2 separate regions of the Zea mays genome follow, and region 1 is linked to region 2. The links are chromatin contacts, called in public Hi-C maps. All regions are on one chromosome and are shown on one strand. The core of a region is the stretch at or near the end of the contact, and the rest is flanking DNA. Distances in the headings are between cores, read along the strand shown. Region 1 holds the start of LOC103640755. Region 2 holds the start of LOC103640750 (cytochrome P450 94C1).

Region 1 (2,700 bases), core at 124-2,623, 170 kb before region 2:
GCACCGCCACGGTTCTTGTTGAGTGTTTGGCGCTCCGAAAAAGCGTCAACAACATCTATCAACTGCAAAGATGGATGAAGTATTGCCCATAATGTTGTATCGGAATTTTACTACTCACAGTAGAAGGAGAATTTATAGCATTCAAAGAATGCTTGGGTTTGCGTAAAACCCAGTTGCCACTGCAGATACAAGGAGAAGAGGAAGACCAAGCAGCTCAACATGATTGACGCACCGGTCAGGATGGTGAGGTAGCGTCCTTGTCTTATTATCTTGTCCTAAGATGCACAGGGTCTTTTGAGTAGCAGCAGTAACTAGGGTTTCAGAAACTTTAGCGATGTCGCGTAGTTTATGTCGCTCTAAGTTAGTGTTCTCTTTGTTCATCGTGTGTAATATTATATTAATTCTTACTATACATCAGAATAATATACTTTCATTTTGTTATCAAGATATTTCCACGATCAATACACCAAATCAGACACCGGCTTTCAATGTTTGCCCACTGCGTTGTGCAAGGAAGTAGGGCGAGCGAGGTTGACCCGCCCGGCCGGTCCGGCATGAACTTCACCGCGGGCGTGGAGGGGACACGAGATCTAGGCGCCCAAGCTCGGCACTCATGTTGGCAATTTAGGTGCACAACATCGTCATTAGATGTTGTTCTGAAAACGAACGATTCACTGTATAAATGGACTTTTCAGTCTGGAGTTTGAGTCGCTGCAGCACCAGGACTAAATAAATTCATCACTATATATTTAATAATATTTGTAACTAGTTTTAAAATAGTGGATGTGACGGAGAAAGCAGAGTGTAGAGAGAGGTATATAGCAGGGTAAAGTACTTAGTATGATTCATCAGATGAGCACAAAATGCTGCCACTGTTGGCTGCTTGTCGGCAGTCGTCACCACCAAAACAATGCATCTCGTACAGTACGTCCCTAACAACTGCTGCCTGCTACGTACACTACTACTGCTACTAGTTACAAAGTCGAGAAAGCATGCACGAGCAGTACTAGCTTCTTCACTTGGGCTGCTTCAGGTTGGTGGATGCGGAAGCTGAAGTGCCTTGTTCGCGCTGCTTGAGCTCGGCGAGGAGGGCCTTGTTCTCCTGGTCCAGCTGCTGCGCCTTCCTCCGCAGCCGGTCGTTCTCCTGCATGATGAGCAGGTTCTCCAGGCACAGGCTGGTGTTCCCCTGGTCCAGCTGCCGCGCCACCCTCCGCAGCCGCTCGTTCTCCGCTCGCTCCATATATCGGTTGCTTTGAGACTTTGAGTTGTGGAACGAAGGAAGGAAGGAGGTGTATTCTGCAAGCTGTGATATGCCTGGGCCGCCGTGGCGTATTATTTATAGCCAGCCGAACCCCTCAATATTGCAAAGGCTAGCTAGCTGTTCACGAGCTGCAATGCTGGTCGTATAGATGGCCAAACGGGCCGGCACGGCCCGTCGCCGGCACGGCCCGACGGCGGCACGGCCCGCCAGGCCCGGGTAGCAAACCGTGCCGTGCCTAGATGGGCCGGCGTGCCGCTGCCGCGGCCCAGGCACGGCCCGTGAGTCTGTTAGTCGTGCCGGGCCGGCCCGGTGGCACTATGGCCCATCTGAGTATATTGTAGAATTTAGCAAAAAATGTGTAGTTGTGGGGGCTTGAACTCACAACCTAGTGCATAAGAGGCTTAAACGCATTCATCTAACCAGTGCAACTGCAGTTTTATTGTGTTATATGTTGAATTCTTATACTTAATATATGTAAACTATTATTTTTAAAATAAAAAATGTAACCGTGTCGTGCCCGTGCCAGCACTACGGGTCGAGATAGTGGCCCAGGCACGGCACTATAGCCGTGCCGTGCCAGGCACTGGCACTATACTAACCGGACCGGGTCGTGCCTGGACCGTGCTTTTTCGTGCCGTGCCTGGGCCGGCCCATCGTGTTAGTGCCAAATGGCCATCTATAGCTGGTCGTCATGTCATCTGGACTGGATTGGAGTACTGCAGCTGCATTTCAAGACACGAGGCTGCTGGCATTGGCAACAGCAAAGTGTGATGATGGAGGTGAATTGATGACGTACGCAGCCAGCAGGGGCGGAGGACTCAGTATAGCTCGGTGTTGCTCAAGCAATACCTTGATTCAGCCCGAGAAGAGATCAACAGTGAAAAAAATCTAATCCCTAGCTAACTCTACCCTGTTCCACGCGACCACACATCCACTGAGTGTCGAGCAAGCTGCCGACGCCGAGCCTTTGCCACTCCGCCAACTCTGTCGTCTCGGGCGGTCGTGCCCCCGTTCGCCTCCAGTCTCCCACCGCTTGTGGCTGACGCACAACAATGCCGAGCAGTTGTTCCACCTGGAGCTAGGGAGCTTCCTGCCTGTGTGCTTGCGCTCGCCAGGTACTCATCGCCGTCGCCCGTCAAAATCGCAACAGTATCTAGAGATCTCTTGCTCTGGCCTCTGGGATGTCCTTTTTCGAGTGATTCGTGAATCGTGATTCGGAAAGCAGTGGGTATGGTCTCTAGGTGACTCGTTCGTCTTGCAATTGTAGTGTTGATGGCTAGTTTGGCTAGTAATTGGCATCCAATGTTAGGCATGCTCATATAATTATAATAATAACTTCATAATTGCCCATCCAGCGTCATGCTTGTTGTTTGGATGAACTCCAGTCCATACTAATTCTTAACGCTCCTCCGGTCCATACTAATTCTTAACACTCCAGC
Region 2 (2,700 bases), core at 131-2,630:
ATTCCAAATATATAAAATGAATTAGAGGCATATTCCAAAATCTAGGTATAAGCTGTCACTGGTACAAACTGATCTTAGGTTATGAGCTATATAATCTAGTATATTGAACCATTGTATGATCTCTATATTGTCATATATCTCTATGGCTCCATTCAATGCTCACGGTGCAGCTGCCTTACACGCGAAGTGAACTATAGTGTATATATAATAAGCAATTCGTGCATTTATCCGACGAGTATCCAGTATTTACATGCATCCGGCCAAATAATATTTGTATCTGTCACTTAACCGCACGGCTAAATATTCGGTCATTGTATCTGTATCCATCTCGTTTCTAACTATCTGTATCTAATCTTGAATCCAATTAAAATAAATTAGGGTAGGATATATTATAGGATGTCGTTCGCATGCGTCTCATTTTCATCCCTATCCAACAAAGTTGTTTGATGTCCTCTAGCTTGAACAACAATGATCCAATAATACTTCATCCGTCGTAATTTATAATTTGTTTGATATTTTTACCAAGTTTGATCGACTCATCTTATTCAAAAGCTCATAATTACTATCAAGTTTGATCAACTCTTTTTTTTAAAATAAGACGAGTTGATCAAATTTATTGTAAAAAAGTTAAACAAATTATAAATTGAACCGGAGATAATATATCTTGCAAGTATAGATGGCCAAATGGGCCGTGCCTAACGGGCCGACCCGAAGCACGGCCCGTTTAATAGTGCCGGGCTCGGCCCGGCACGAGAACCGTGCCGTGCTTGGGCCGCTGTCTCGGCCCGCAGTGCCGGCCCGGACCTACACGATTATATATTTTTTATTTTATAAAACATAGTATATATATATTTACATTTTATATTAGCTATTTACAACAAACACACTCGAGTTATACTGGTTAGTGTCCTTCAGTTGCGAGTTCAAATCCTCACAAAAACACAGTTTTTTTTTGCTATTTTCTTGAATTAATGGGAGAACGTGACCAGTTAAACGGACCGGCCCGGCACGACCACCAGGCCGCCGTGCTGTGCCTGGGCCGCGGCTGCGGCACGCGGGCCGGCCGGGCACGGCCCGATTAACCGTCGGGCCTGACGGGCCCGGGCCGGGCCGCCCGTTTGGGTACCTCTACTTGCAAGTCCCTACTCCCTAATCGTCCTTTTTGACCTATGCTAGAAAAATGCTTAGTCCTAGGTTCATCCACAACTTGCTTGTTTTTAATGTTCCTCTCTCTCTCTGCGGAGCATAACAATTTTCATCAAAATAATTTATCATGTATCTACGTAGTGTTCATTGGCAATCGAAATACGGAATAAACACACACAAGGTGAAGTTAGTAACAGTTTAACAAAGGGGAAAAATAGAGACGATGCGCCAACAAAGCAAAGTCTTTCTTTTTTTAAAAAAAAAAACTTAGCATGTGCAATCTAGGGGTAGCTGCTGATGTGGACCCACCTGTCATGTACTGTTACGGGATGCGTGACTGTGAGCCATTAGCTGTGTACATTGCGGCAAAAGCTGAAAAAACTCCCCCCCAATACAAACGTTGTTTAATGAAAAACGCACGTGCTCCATGTGCGGATTGGCCTCCGCCCACGTTATATACTATAGTCTCTATAGACAAAGCCTCCTCGACCAGTCTTGTGCCGCACAAACTCTCACACGCATTTTCCTCTCCTTCTCGGCTTCTCCCCCTCCCTGTGTGTCCAGTTGTGCACTAGCTAATTCTAGACGGCAAGCAGGCAAGAGGAGGAAGAAGGAAGACCCCGGCGAGGCGCCATGGAAGCAGCAGCTGATGCCTTGCCCTGGGCAGCGCAGTGCGCGGGCATGGCCCTCCTCGCCTCTTCCCTCTGCGTGGTGGCGCTGGCCCTGGTGCTGCTGCTCCTCCGCCGCTGGCCGTGGTGCAGCTGCCACGTCTGCCGGGCGTACCTGACGGGGTCGTGGGCGCGGGACTTCACCAACCTGGGAGACTGGTACGCGCACCTCCTCCGGGAGTCGCCCACCGGCACCGTCCACGTCCACGTGCTGGGCTGCACCGTCACGGCCAACCCGGCCAACGTGGAGTACATGCTCAAGACCAACTTCGACAACTTCCCCAAGGGCAAGACCTTCGCGGCGCTCCTCGGGGACCTCCTCGGCCGCGGCATCTTCAACGTGGACGGCCACGCCTGGCGGCACCAGCGCAAGATGGCCAGCCTGGAGCTCGGCAGCGTCACCGTGCGCTCCTACGCGTTCGGGATCATCGCGCAGGAGGTGGAGGCCCGGCTCCTGCCGCTGCTCGCCGGCGCCGCCGACTCCGGCGCGGTGGTCGACCTGCAGGACGTGTTCCGCCGCTTCGCCTTCGACACCATCTGCAAGATCTCCTTCGGCCTCGACCCGGGCTGCCTGGAGCCGGAGATGCCCGTGTCCGAGCTCGCCGACGCGTTCGACACCGCCACGCGCCTCAGCGCCACGCGCGGCGCCGCCGCGGCGCCGCTGCTGTGGAGGGCCAAGCGCCTGCTCAACGTCGGCTCGGAGAGGGAGCTCAGGGCGGCCATCAAGCTGGTCGACGAGCTCGCGGCCACCGTCATCCGGGAGCGCCGTAAGCTGGGCGTCGCACCCAGCGGCCACGACCTCTTGTCCCGCTTTATGGCCTCAGCCGGGGCCGACGACGACGATAGGTACCTGCGCGACATCGTCGTCAGCTTCCTCCTCGCGGGG

What was found. A called contact is a pair of places that touch in the nucleus more often than the background predicts.
Region 1: a Hi-C map of ear shows a contact between it and region 2, with 2.9 times the contacts expected there. The contact joins the promoter of LOC103640755 here to the promoter of LOC103640750 in region 2. A contact is called at or near these places in 4 of 25 Hi-C or Micro-C datasets (bundle sheath, ear, leaf and 1 more).

Annotation. Positions count from the first base shown.
Region 1 is chr10:4,834,723-4,837,422 of Zm-B73-REFERENCE-NAM-5.0, reverse strand. It overlaps LOC103640755, which reads right to left and starts at 1,373. Exons shown (of 1, transcript XM_008664243.3): 1 at 856-1,373. The coding sequence starts at 1,240. The coding sequence ends at 1,016.
Region 2 is chr10:4,664,531-4,667,230 of Zm-B73-REFERENCE-NAM-5.0, reverse strand. LOC103640750 (cytochrome P450 94C1) reads left to right here and starts at 1,380. Exons shown (of 1, transcript XM_008664239.2): 1 at 1,380-2,700. The coding sequence starts at 1,780.